4 separate regions of the Sus scrofa genome follow, and all the other regions are linked to region 4. The links are chromatin contacts, called in public HiChIP or PLAC-seq and promoter capture Hi-C maps. All regions are on one chromosome and are shown on one strand. Each heading gives the region's core, a stretch centred on a gene start, on an enhancer-like site or on the middle of the called end of the contact. The rest is flanking DNA. Distances are from core to core; before and after follow the strand shown.

Evidence for each region. Promoter capture Hi-C pulls out the DNA fragments that hold promoters and counts their contacts. HiChIP or PLAC-seq counts read pairs in DNA pulled down with a chosen protein or histone mark.
Region 1: a promoter capture Hi-C map of liver shows a contact between it and region 4, with 5 times the contacts expected there. The contact joins the enhancer-like site here to the promoter of BRIX1 in region 4. A contact is called at or near these places in 3 of 5 promoter capture datasets (fetal liver, fetal skeletal muscle and liver), 10 of 47 Hi-C or Micro-C datasets (blood, embryonic fibroblasts, fibroblasts and 5 more) and 1 of 2 datasets of contacts at active chromatin or transcription factors (alveolar macrophages).
Region 2: an H3K27ac HiChIP or PLAC-seq map of alveolar macrophages shows a contact between it and region 4. The contact joins the promoter of AMACR here to the promoter of BRIX1 in region 4. A contact is called at or near these places in 1 of 5 promoter capture datasets (liver) and 1 of 2 datasets of contacts at active chromatin or transcription factors (alveolar macrophages).
Region 3: a promoter capture Hi-C map of fetal liver shows a contact between it and region 4, with 3 times the contacts expected there. The contact joins the enhancer-like site here to the promoter of BRIX1 in region 4. A contact is called at or near these places in 4 of 5 promoter capture datasets (fetal liver, fetal skeletal muscle and liver), 5 of 47 Hi-C or Micro-C datasets (brain, embryonic fibroblasts, fetal liver and 2 more) and 2 of 2 datasets of contacts at active chromatin or transcription factors (alveolar macrophages and skeletal muscle).

The regions. Positions count from the first base shown.
Region 1 is chr16:20,118,931-20,121,630 of Sscrofa11.1, reverse strand. The region is part of intron 3 of LOC110257267 (a long non-coding RNA gene); the gene reads left to right. Among named protein-coding and RNA genes, the nearest start is that of C1QTNF3, 61 kb to the right of the region's middle. Within about 2 kb of position 1,435, at least 6 of the 83 cell types and tissues checked have an H3K27ac peak or open chromatin away from gene starts, as enhancers often do. A contact at or near this core is called in fetal liver and liver, where this site is marked.
Region 2 is chr16:20,021,911-20,024,610 of Sscrofa11.1, reverse strand. AMACR (alpha-methylacyl-CoA racemase) reads left to right here and starts at 1,272. Exons shown (of 5, transcript XM_003133873.4): 1 at 1,272-1,646. The coding sequence starts at 1,388.
Region 3 is chr16:20,153,638-20,156,508 of Sscrofa11.1, reverse strand. No RefSeq gene overlaps it. Among named protein-coding and RNA genes, the nearest start is that of C1QTNF3, 95 kb to the right of the region's middle. Within about 2 kb of position 1,383, at least 4 of the 83 cell types and tissues checked have an H3K27ac peak or open chromatin away from gene starts, as enhancers often do. A contact at or near this core is called in fetal liver, where this site is marked.
Region 4 is chr16:20,511,020-20,513,719 of Sscrofa11.1, reverse strand. It overlaps BRIX1 (BRX1, biogenesis of ribosomes), which reads right to left and starts at 1,439. Exons shown (of 10, transcript NM_001244824.1): 1 at 1,246-1,439. The coding sequence starts at 1,419. RAD1 (cell cycle checkpoint protein RAD1) reads left to right here and starts at 1,548. Exons shown (of 8, transcript XR_308376.3): 1 at 1,548-1,682; 2 at 2,138-2,402.

The DNA of each region.
Region 1 (2,700 bases), core at 186-2,685, 390 kb after region 4:
AGAGCTCCCAGGGGTAGACACCGATACCAGTGCAATTAAGGCTGCCTTTTTCTTCTTTTCAGAGAAAAGGAATGAAGAGCCATTTAGAAACCAAAGAAGAAGATCTGGGAGGGGCTGAGGTGGTGTCAGAGGCTCTGGGCCATTTCGTGGGAGCTTCGGGGTGTGATGGGCCCCCTCTCCCCGGCACACACAGAATCCAGAGAAGGGCAAACCCTGCTCTCGGGGCTGGGCTTTATGGCTGTAAGGCTGCCTCTCTGATCCATGGCCCACCAGGAAGACCCAAAGGGACTGAAAACAGAGTCAGTGACTAAAACATGAACCTGAACTCTCCTATGGGGAAATGTGGTGGGGTCCTTGGAGCCCCTCCAAAAAGCCCTGTGTAGACTCCAAGGGAGCCAGCCCACCCTGGCCGGCTTCTCCTCTTTTGTTTCTGGCTCCATTCACTTGCCTCTTCTTTTCCCCACGCAGCACAGACGCCGAAGAGATCATTGTCAAATTACCCTGGTTGTTTACAGCAGGGACAGGGAAACTGGGCTTTTAAGCCTGGGCTTCGGTGCTAGCCCTGCTCTGGCTAGGTCATGATGGTCAGGGGAACTCTCTTTTTCTTTTTCTTTTCTTTCTTTCTTTCTTTTTTTTTTTTTTTTTTTTGGCTTTTTTGTCTTTTTTGAGCTGCACCTGCGGCATGTGGAGGTTCCTAGTCTAGGGGTCGAATCGGAGCTTTAGCCACCGGCCTACACCACAGCCACAGCAACTCGGGATCCCAGGCGCATCTGCGACCTACACCACAGCTCATAGCAACACCGGATCCTTAACCCCACTGAGTGAGTCCAGGGATCGAATCCACAACCTCACGGTTCCTAGTCGGATTTGTCTCCACTGTGCCATGATGGGAACTCCTCTTTTTCTTTTTAGTAGAAAATAAACCGAGAGAAATACATCAAAATGGTAACAGGGATGTTTCCCCAACCAACCAGAACCAGTGCTGCGGCTGGACCGCCCTTTTGTTGTTGTTTTATTATTGCAAGATGTAGCTCCTGAGAGCATCAAGAAGCTTAAAAAACCAACCAACCAACCAACCCACACACAAGATTCATGACGCTGACGTCCTGGAGGGTGCAAGGCATTCTTAGGACCACACAGTGAGGTTGTGGGGGGAGAGAGAGAGAGAAAGAGGTTCTATGTCAATTTCTGAGGTTCTGCCTTTACTGGGGTCCAGGGTGGGGTGCCTCGGATTTCGCTCTTTCTTGGTGAATTTAAACCGCAAGAGTGGGGATTGGGACACTAGGAGGGAAAAGCAGGGCCACGCAGGCAGTCGTTATCTACATCACCAGGCTCCCTGCACGGGGAACTCCAAGGGTGGGGCGGCCTGGCCCTTTATCTAGTTGTGTTGCTGGCAGTGTGTCTGTTTGAGATGGATGGAGGCCTTGGCTAGCAAAAGCTTAACGTCAGGCACTTATTCTACAGTCACAGAAGCTTATTGTCAGTCACTGAACACCACGGGGGACTCTGAGGAGCAGACTCTAAAGATTTCCCAGTTTAGAAGGGGCCTTTGACAGACAGCAGGATGGAGACAGCAGTGGGCTTCAGAGCTCTGTTTCCCAGCCCTTCCCAAGGCTGCAGCTTGGCTCAACAGGAAGTGCTTGTTATCGAGTTTGAGGTGGTTCCACTGTAAAGGAAGCAGGAGGGGGACAAAGTGACGGAAACTCTCAGCCACGTGATGACTTAAAAGAATCAAAGGTCCTCAGACGTAAAAATGCGAAGAATGCATCAACGGTCAAAAGCGGAGGATAATCATGAAATAAGGTGCCCTTTAAAAAACTTCCTCCGAGAGATGGAATACATGCTCATTAGAAAAGTGAAAAAACACACAGAAAAGCCTAAAGAAGAAAACATCATCAAAACATCATCCCCCAGAGATAAGACACAGTTACTATTTTGATGTATTTCTTTCAGTTTATGTTCTATGAAAAAGAAAAAGAGGGAGTTCCCTCCTGGCTCAGGGGGTTGGGATTCTGGTGTTGTTACTGCTGGTGGCTGGGTGGCTGCTGTGTTGTGGGTTTGATCCCTGGCCCGGGAATTTCCACATGCCACAGGTGCAACCAAAAAGCAAAAAGACTAACAAAAAAGAAAAAGGAAAAAAAGAAAAAATCAAAACATTGCTGAAAATACACTTGTTTCTGCTAAATTTATATGCAGTACATATCACGTGATACATATTTCCTACATTCTGAAAGTCTTTGTAAATAAATTTTTATTGGTGGCAAAAATATTTCATTGACTGAATATGTCAGAAGTTATTTAAGCATGCCCAACAATAAGGGCATTAAATGGTTTTTGAAGTTATAAATAACGAGAAAAAATCTAAGTATTTAAATCTGTGTTTATAGCTCTAGTAATTTCTTTCTTTCTTTCTTTCTTTCTTTCTTTCTTCCTTGTCTTTCTCTTTCTTTCTGTCTTTCTGTCTTTCTTTCTTCCTTCTCTTTCTCTTTCTTTCTGTCTTTCTTTCTGTCTTTCTTTCTGTCTTTCTCTCTCTCTCCCTCCCTCCTCCCTTCCTTCCTTTCTTGCTGCACCTGCAGCATATGGAAGTCCCCAGGCTAGGGGTTGAATTGGATCTGCAGCTGCTGGCCTATGCCACAGACACAGCCACAGCAACGCTGGATCAGAATCATGTCTGTGATCTTCACTGCAGCTCATGGCAAC
Region 2 (2,700 bases), core at 23-2,522, 490 kb after region 4:
ATGTGCTTCAGGTGTGGCCAGAAAAAGAAAAAAATGTATAACTTTAAACTGTTGCCAAAATTCAGCCTCTGTCTACTGGTGCCTAATTGAATTGCAGAGACAGAGTCTGGGGTAAAGGAGAAAAAGATGGCTTTTATTGCTTTGCCAGGCAAAGGAGGGTCACAGGCTAATGCCCTACAGACTGTTCCCTCCATTGGAAAGAATTGTGAGGAGTTCTGTCGTAAAAAGGAAAAAAATAGGTTTTCAGGGAAGAAACAGGATCAGGACAAACATGCATCCTTCTTTCTTTGAGGGAATCTTAGTCATCAAAGCTGGAGTCAGGAGATCTCAGCAGGATCACGATGGTGGTCTTCTGGGTTATTGCCTGGAGTAACAGTACTTGGAAAAGGGCATATTGATCAGCGATTAGAACGAACTAGGCAATTCCTAAAAAACATCTTGTGCTAATAATCTTTTACCCACAGGCAATTGTGCTTAGGGTGCCTATTTTTAGCTTAAGAGTGATTGTTTTTAAGATGCAGTTAAGTCAGGGAGAAGGAGAAGGAAGGACTCTAAGCTGTTCAACTTTAAAGTATTTATTTCTGAAAGAAGCATAAGGAATCTAACTTTTTTGGGGGTGTACAAGATGCCTCTATTACTATGTGATCCAGGATCCTGTACTATTGTTGCTTGGCTCTTCCTCCCTTGTCACTGCATCTCCTCCCTTCCCTGACTGGCAACTGTCTGAACCTGTCCCTTGGTCACGGAGGCTAAATGAGGCCCATTTCCTAAGAACAAGAAATGGGGGACACAGAGGGCTTTTGTGCCCCTGAGCCTCACAGGGCCCTGATCCTTAACAAAGCTGTAATTATCTGTAGAATGGCAGGTGACAAATCAAAAATATTTAAAGCCCTCTCATTTGGCTCTGATGATCACCACCTGCTCTCATGTTCTCCTGCGAGTCATTTGTGGGTGAAACATCAGGTGACTAAGAAGTAAGGGTGGTGAAAGAGACAGTCTGCAGTCCACGGAAAAAATGCCGCTTTCTTCTCAAATGCTTATGTACTTTTTATTTCTCCAGGACCAGCAAGGTGTAGGGCCCAAAGCACAACGGCTGGGATGGACACACCGAGGGTGAAGCGTCCTGAAAAGAAAAGACGGTGACCGGCCAACCGATCCCAAGGTCAAGCCCTAGGAACAATTTTGGACTGGGAAAGGGACCAAATACGAAGCCTCCCAGCCTGCTGGGGTCGGCCGACTGGCGGAGGCGGCGCTGGAAAACGCGCCACTGCGCAGACTCCGCGGCCTGACGCAGCCGCTTAGCGGGAGGGGCCCGCAAGGGAAGTAGGGGGTGTGCGGCGTTGCTAAAAGCTGAGGGTTGTCTGCTCCTCTCCGCTTTCTGAGGGAGATGCGGGGCGCCAGGCCGCTGCAGGGCGTTCGGGTCGTGGAGCTGGCCGGCCTGGCCCCGGCCCCGTTCTGCGGTATGGTCCTGGCGGACTTCGGGGCGCAGGTGGTGCGTGTAGACCGACCCGGCTCCCCTGGCGACCCGAGCCCCTTGGCCCGGGGCAAGCGCTCGCTGGTGGTGAACCTGAAGCTGCCACAGGGACCGGCGGTGATGCGGCGTCTGTGCGCACTGGCGGACGTGGTGCTGGAGCCCTTCCGCCCTGGTGAGCGCCCGGCCTCGACAGAGATTAGTCCCGAAAGAGGGAGGGCGCCAGACCGTTTGGGGCTGGGCCCAGCACACCTTTGCCCTTTTGCCACAGACGTCCCTGTCTTTCCAGACTTTTCTGCTGCATTTGATATTGTCGTTGCCCCCCTGAGACAGTCTTCCATAGTTGGAACCCGAGATACTACTGTTGCTCTTGTACTTGTACCTCTTTTTCTGACTTCTTCCCAAGTTCCTCTTTTTGCTAATCGCCCTTTTATATTTGCCTTTTAAAATTATTTTAGGGTCACGAACCTTATGAGAATTGATCTCCCCGAAAACTCCATATAGGTACATCGTCATAAGGGCGTCTGCAGACCCAGGCTAACACTCTGCCTTAAATGCTAGTGTTCCCGACTTCCAGCTTCAGTTCAATTTCTTGGGCACTCTGCTTCTTGGAGCCACCTTATCCATTCCCATTATTTTTACCTTTTACAGGCAGTCGATGGCCAAATCTGTAATTGTACCTGCTTGTTTTAGAGCCACAGACTGCACGAATACACAGGTCCTGTGTATCTCTATATGCCAGTCCTGGGGCATTTAGGCTTCCACATATTCCAAACTGAGCCCATCATCTTTCCTCCTAAAATAGCATTTCTTCCTTCTGTATTATTTATTTTCAGTGGGGTCTATATCCACCCACTCTGCCTGACTCAGAAACTTGTATTTCATCTAGAACACCAATCTTCCTCCTCTGTACCACCTCTTGCCCCCCAGCTTTCAGTTGTCACCAACCCCGACATTCTTCATCCTTTCTATGACTCAGGATTCTTTCTCCCCACATGTACTGCAGCTTTCTTGACACAGTTATAATGGTCTTTTTAATGCTGATGTTTGGGCCTAGCACCACTCTGATCTATCCTCCGATAACAACTGCCACCATAATTTTGCTCAAGGAGCCATCCAAAGCTTCAGCTCTTATGTAGCAGAAAGGCAGTAAATGTTTGATGAATGTCTCTGGGACACCAGACATATTTAAATGTGTTAACTCATTTACCCTCAGAGCCAGCTTTGAG
Region 3 (2,871 bases), core at 134-2,633, 360 kb after region 4:
TTCTCCTAAGCAGAGACCTGCACCTTTGTTCCAGAAAATAGCTTCACAGAACTGACTGGTTACAAAAGGTGAGCCCAGGTGGTCAAAGACTAGATGCAACCAGCATCAACATGCAGAGTTACATTGCTGGTCTAATAAACATGGAAATTTTGGAACTGTCTGCGAGCACTGAGGATGGGGGGCTGAGAGGACTTTGGCAGAGACGAAGGGAAGATGGAAGGCCTTGAACACACACGGCAAAGTATGAGTCCTGGCTTTGAGGAGATCACGGCCAGGGAGACAGAGAAAATTCCAGATGCGTATTTTTCAACAATAAGGTGGATGATCCCTTTGACTCTGCCATCATTACGCTCTATCGTTTCTGGAGGTTCAGTTAAAATCTGGTTTTGCCTAATGGAATAGAACCTGAAGAAGCAGATAGGAACTGTGAAATTCCTTAAGGGGACCAGTGGCCAGGAGAGGCCATATAAGTACAGTGAGTGTGAGTTGGGAGTGAAGCTGAGAAGCCAGAGAGGGGAAAGGAGCCGAGGGGGAGCTGGTTGCAGGATGAATGGGCTCAAGGTGCAGACTAGAGGCCTGTGACCCTTAAAAGTGTGATGGGTGATGGGGGAGGCTATGGAGGGTGTCCACAGTGTCATCTCATAATTAAGGAAACATGACCCCTCGGAGTATTAGAGGATGTTCCGAAACAACCCTTTGGTTGTCTGTTTTGGAAAATGTGATGATGGATTAGGGAACAAAGACATTAGAAATAGGAAACCAGTTAAGAGATGGTTGGAACACCAGGCAACAGGGAGGCAAACAGAATGGGGGCAGAGAGAATGCTTATTCTAGAGAGATGTGTTAGAGGTAGAATCAATAGGACTGCATGGTGAATCCCTGTAGGGGAAAAGAGGAGAGTCAGGGAGAAGTGGCATTTATAGAACTTGGGCAGTTGGGTGTATGGGGGCTTGCCATTCCCTGAATTAGGAAATAGGTGAAGAGTAGGTTTTCATGAAAAACGATGGCTGCATACTGGGATATGCTGGTTTCAGATGCCCACAAAACCTGAAGGAGACTGGCTATGAAGAGTTGAGAGTACAGGACGATATCCTGGGAGACAGATCAGGCTAGTGACAGCTCTGGGAATTGTTCTCTAAGAGGGGTCAGGATTTTTGTTTCTTGCCCTTTGATAAATAGTAGGAAAACAATCCTCTTTTCCTTTATGTACTCATTCATTCAAACTTATTTACTGAACGGGCAATCCATATGTGAGATTCTGGGGATAAATGATTAATAATGTCTTTTAGAAACTCCGAGGCTTAGCAGAGTCAGGCCATGAACTAAAAGCAGAGCCACAAGTGAGGAGACCCACTCAGAGCCCTCGAGTTGGTGCAAAGGTTATTTGAAACCAGAGACCTTTGAGATTCAACAGATACAGAAAGAAGCCTTCTCAGAGCTTCGCTTATCTGACCAAAGGCAGGAACTTCTGAGAAATGAGGGTTACCATAAATTCTTTTTTTGGGGACAGCTCTGCCCCCAGGAGAGACCAAGAGGGAACCGACCACAAATGCCTTCTCTGGGGGGATTTTTTGATGAAGTTAGAAAGGCCACTCATACCTGCACAGACAAACATTACCACAAACTTTATCTCTTGTTTGTTCCCCTAAAAGACCTGTTTGTCTTTTCTAAAGAAACCTATTTATTCTTCCCATAGCAGGTTTCCTCCCCTCCTTTTTCCTACTAATCTACTGATTCTAACAACCCTCTGAGTTACTCATCACCAAGCTGCCCTGTGTTCATGCATATTGCACGTGTTCATGCATATTGCACATGTAAATAAAAATTTCCCCCATTTATCTGTCTTTTGTTAGTTTAATTCACAGGTCCCAGTCACTAAACATAAGAGTGGCAAAGAAAAGTCCTTCCTCTACTTCACAAGGAGGAGAGAAAATCCCTTTCTGAATGGCTGACGCCATGAAAGTGGCGTGGTATGCAATGGGCAACATAGAAAGATGACCAGGTTTGGAAGACGATGGCAGAGGCTATGCATTCCATTTTGGACTTTTAATGGACAGAAGAGTTGTTAAGGAGTTAATTTGTCTTATGATTTCTAATCCAGTCCTCTCAGACATCATTCCTCTCCCACCACTAGGTTTCTCTCCCTTCCTCACCGTGGACTCTCATACTATTCCTGACAATACCTCCTCCAAGGGCAGACAGGAAGCAAAGATAAAGTGGCTGAGGTGGATCTGGCACTCTGACATGGCTAATGACCCCCTCTGGCTTCCCTTCCACTTTTCCTCTGGGTTTACAACCTTCCTACTTGGGGGGGTTTCCAGTCCTTGGGAGCCACTCACGTTCATCCAGGAGATGGGTACTGAATCGCATTCTTTTCCACTTGACCAGTTCCCAAACCCTCCTTGGGACAAGTTATATTTAGATTGATGTCCTTTCAGAACAAAGTCACCTGCATTAGCATTAGATCAGAACTCCCTCTGCCCAAAGCTCAAGAACTAGTTCTAGGACTTTGTCTCCAATTAATAATACTTTTCTCCTCATTTGCCTTCCCTGTTCTTTTGTTCACTATCAACCAGGTTTAAAGTCAGTAGCATGTTTCAGATTGTTTTCCCTTGCTCTGCTCTCTAATTATCTCACATGCAAAATATTTGCCTCTCTTTCCCTTCAAGAAAAGAAATCATCTCCTATAGTCTACTGTAATTCCTACAACTCAATGAATAATTCTTGTCTGAATTGAATTCGATAGGGTTATGTGGATTTTTACATGTGATCAAAGATTTTTTTTTTCTTAATTCAAACTATAAACTCAAAGTTGCCATCTTCATGTTGTTTTTTTATAAATTCTGCCGTGGTCTGTGCTCAGAGAGAACC
Region 4 (2,700 bases), core at 190-2,689:
CTTTGATCAGTTTCTCCCTCTCTCTTCCCCTTTCCGCCTCTCCCTTGCATTGCTCCTTCCCCTTTCTGAAAATCAGAATTTTGCTCTTACCTTAGGATCTAGCTCAAAGGCTAAATCAAATCCTTCATAATCCCTAACCTGTTTATTCTAGAGCAATATTTATCTTCTTCATTTAAATAGAATTTTCATTTATAACTCAACTCATAGATCCTTATCGTATTTTTTCTAGCTCCTAAAAGAGAACGCTTAACATTTACTGAAAATCTAACAGAAGTCTGCTTATTTTTCATAAAAAGCAAATCATATTTTCTTCCTTTCAATTTGCAGGTGAGAAAAGAGCTCAAAACGTCCCTGTTAAGAGCAGGGCTACAATTCAAGCTCATCTTTCATTCCTCAAAGCTCACTCCTTTCCCAATGCTTGCCACCCCACCAAACCATTAAGGGTCATTTATTACTCGCTAGCGTGTCAAACAGAGATCTGGCAAAGCTGAAGGTCGACAGAGAAGTTTATGAAACAAATGTTAACTCTAGTCTCCACAATATTTGACCTGGCTTAAGGAGCTCTCAGTCGAATTAAAGTTAGCAGCAACTTGTGCTCACCTTGTTTTGAGCAAAAAACATATAAGTTCCTAGTTTCCTTCTAAACTGAAGTGGTCACATTCTAGTTTTGCAATCCCAAGGCAGGGGAAACCTAACTTCTCACCGTGCCCGGCACGTTAAAACTTCATGAATACAAGAAAAGCTCACGTTATCTTGTCTAGCTTTCATTACCCCGAGATCAAGCAAGTCAAATTCACAATCCCAAGAAAAGGAACTTTTTAAAGGGCCACATAACAAGCTTTAGGATTCCTAACTAACCATACCTAACTATGTCGGTATATGGAAGTATTACTCTAAGGGATACACTCAATAGCGAGGAATAACTTTAATTGGTAAAACTATTACTCTCCAACAACAACAACAATAGGGGAGTAAATGGAAGACTAAACGCTGGAATTAAGACCCTCAAAGTCGCTTCTCTGTGACCCTCTAAAAGCTCTGAAGCCCACCCAGGTGCTCAGCCCGCGCCTCCAGGAGGGCAGCCATGTGTCCAAGCTTTAGCTATAAACCTGGTAGCCAGTCCAGCTGGAAGGGCTGAAAACGACCTCCAGGAACACCTCAGAAACTCCGAAACCCGCAGAGCCATAATCAAATAGGTAGCCTCAGAGAAGGCGTGCGGAGCCGCGGCCGCAGAGCCCACTCTACCTTGCAAACCGGGCCCGGAATACGATTTCTATCTTCCTCCTCCGCTTCCTCTGCCACCTCGCTTGACTTAGCAGGCGGCTTGGCGTCTTTTTCGCTTCTTTTCAGCTTTTTCGCCGGACCAGCCGGGCCTCCACGCCGTTTCCTCTTGGTTGCCGCCATCTTGCTTCCCGCCATCTTGCTCCCCAGCTTCTCTCTGGGCCTTCCTTCCGGCTGCGCCGCTCGCTCCGCTTTCCCATCTCTATGGTCCCGGGGCTGGGCTCGGCAGTCCTCCAGCTCTAGGTGCCTCTTTCCGGTCTCTGTGGTACCGGATGCCAGACTCTCTAGGCTTTGTCTATCTCTGTGGTGACGGTGCTGACGGGGCTGGCGGGTCTGAAAAAGTGGCGGGAGCCGCTCCACTTCCTCCCCGGCTGCCAGGGAGCTGCGTCCCGACCCCAAAGGTGGGTTTGGGCGCTTGGCATATCGAGACTAGTAAACGGGTGCAGTCCCGCGGCGGGTTGGTGCGCCGCGTTGTCTGGGGCTTTTGGAGGATCCGAGGACCACCCCCACCCCTTGTCTGTTAGGGACGAGGTTGGCTGCGTGGACAGCTCAAAACCGACTCTTTGGTGATACGCAGCCTCATCTTGGCGTGGCGAAGCTGGCCCGAGTAGAATGATGTTGTTGTTGTTGGGTGTTTTCATCGTTCAGTTTTTCATGGTTACTGTCGTCTTACTGAAGACGAGGAAACCGTAGCTTAAAGAGATAATTTCCCCCAAAGTTAGACAGTTAAGTGGCAGAAGTGGGGTTCAATCCCTGGTCGGTCGAGTTCACCGTCCAGGCCTCTTCCACTTGGCTCAGCGCAGGTTGAGATCGCGGGCTTAGCCAGCATTGACGGGAGTTTGTCTGATCTCATCAGGTGTTCCGCGACCAGCGGGAGCAGGTGTTGGCATCAGGAGCCGCTCTCCGGGCGGAATGCGCAGTGAACCATGCCCCTCCTAACACAACAGATCCCAGATGAGAGTGATTACAGTTTAGTGGCCAGCCTCGACAACGTGAGGAATCTCTCCACTATCTTGAAGGCTATTCATTTCCGAGAACATGCCACCTGTTTCGCTACTAAAAATGGAATCAAGGTCACAGTGGAAAATGCAAAGTGTGTGCAAGCAAATGCTTTTATTCAGGTATGAAAGTAGTCACCTTTAAGCCTGGGACTTAGTGATATTCTTCACCCCAGACAATGAAGGTCTTAATTGATATCATTTAAGTTAAAGAGCAAAATATCATTACTTGAATTCTTTTTCTCTCCTGGTAACAAATTCTTCTGCAATCTTGTTTAACAGAGATAATGGTTAATAATAATAATAATGTCTAGAATATATTAAGCTAAACTATAGGCCGGGCACTCTTCTGAGCGTTTTATATGTTTAACTCATTTAATCCTCAGAGAATAGTCTTTGATGTAGGTTCTGTTATTATTCT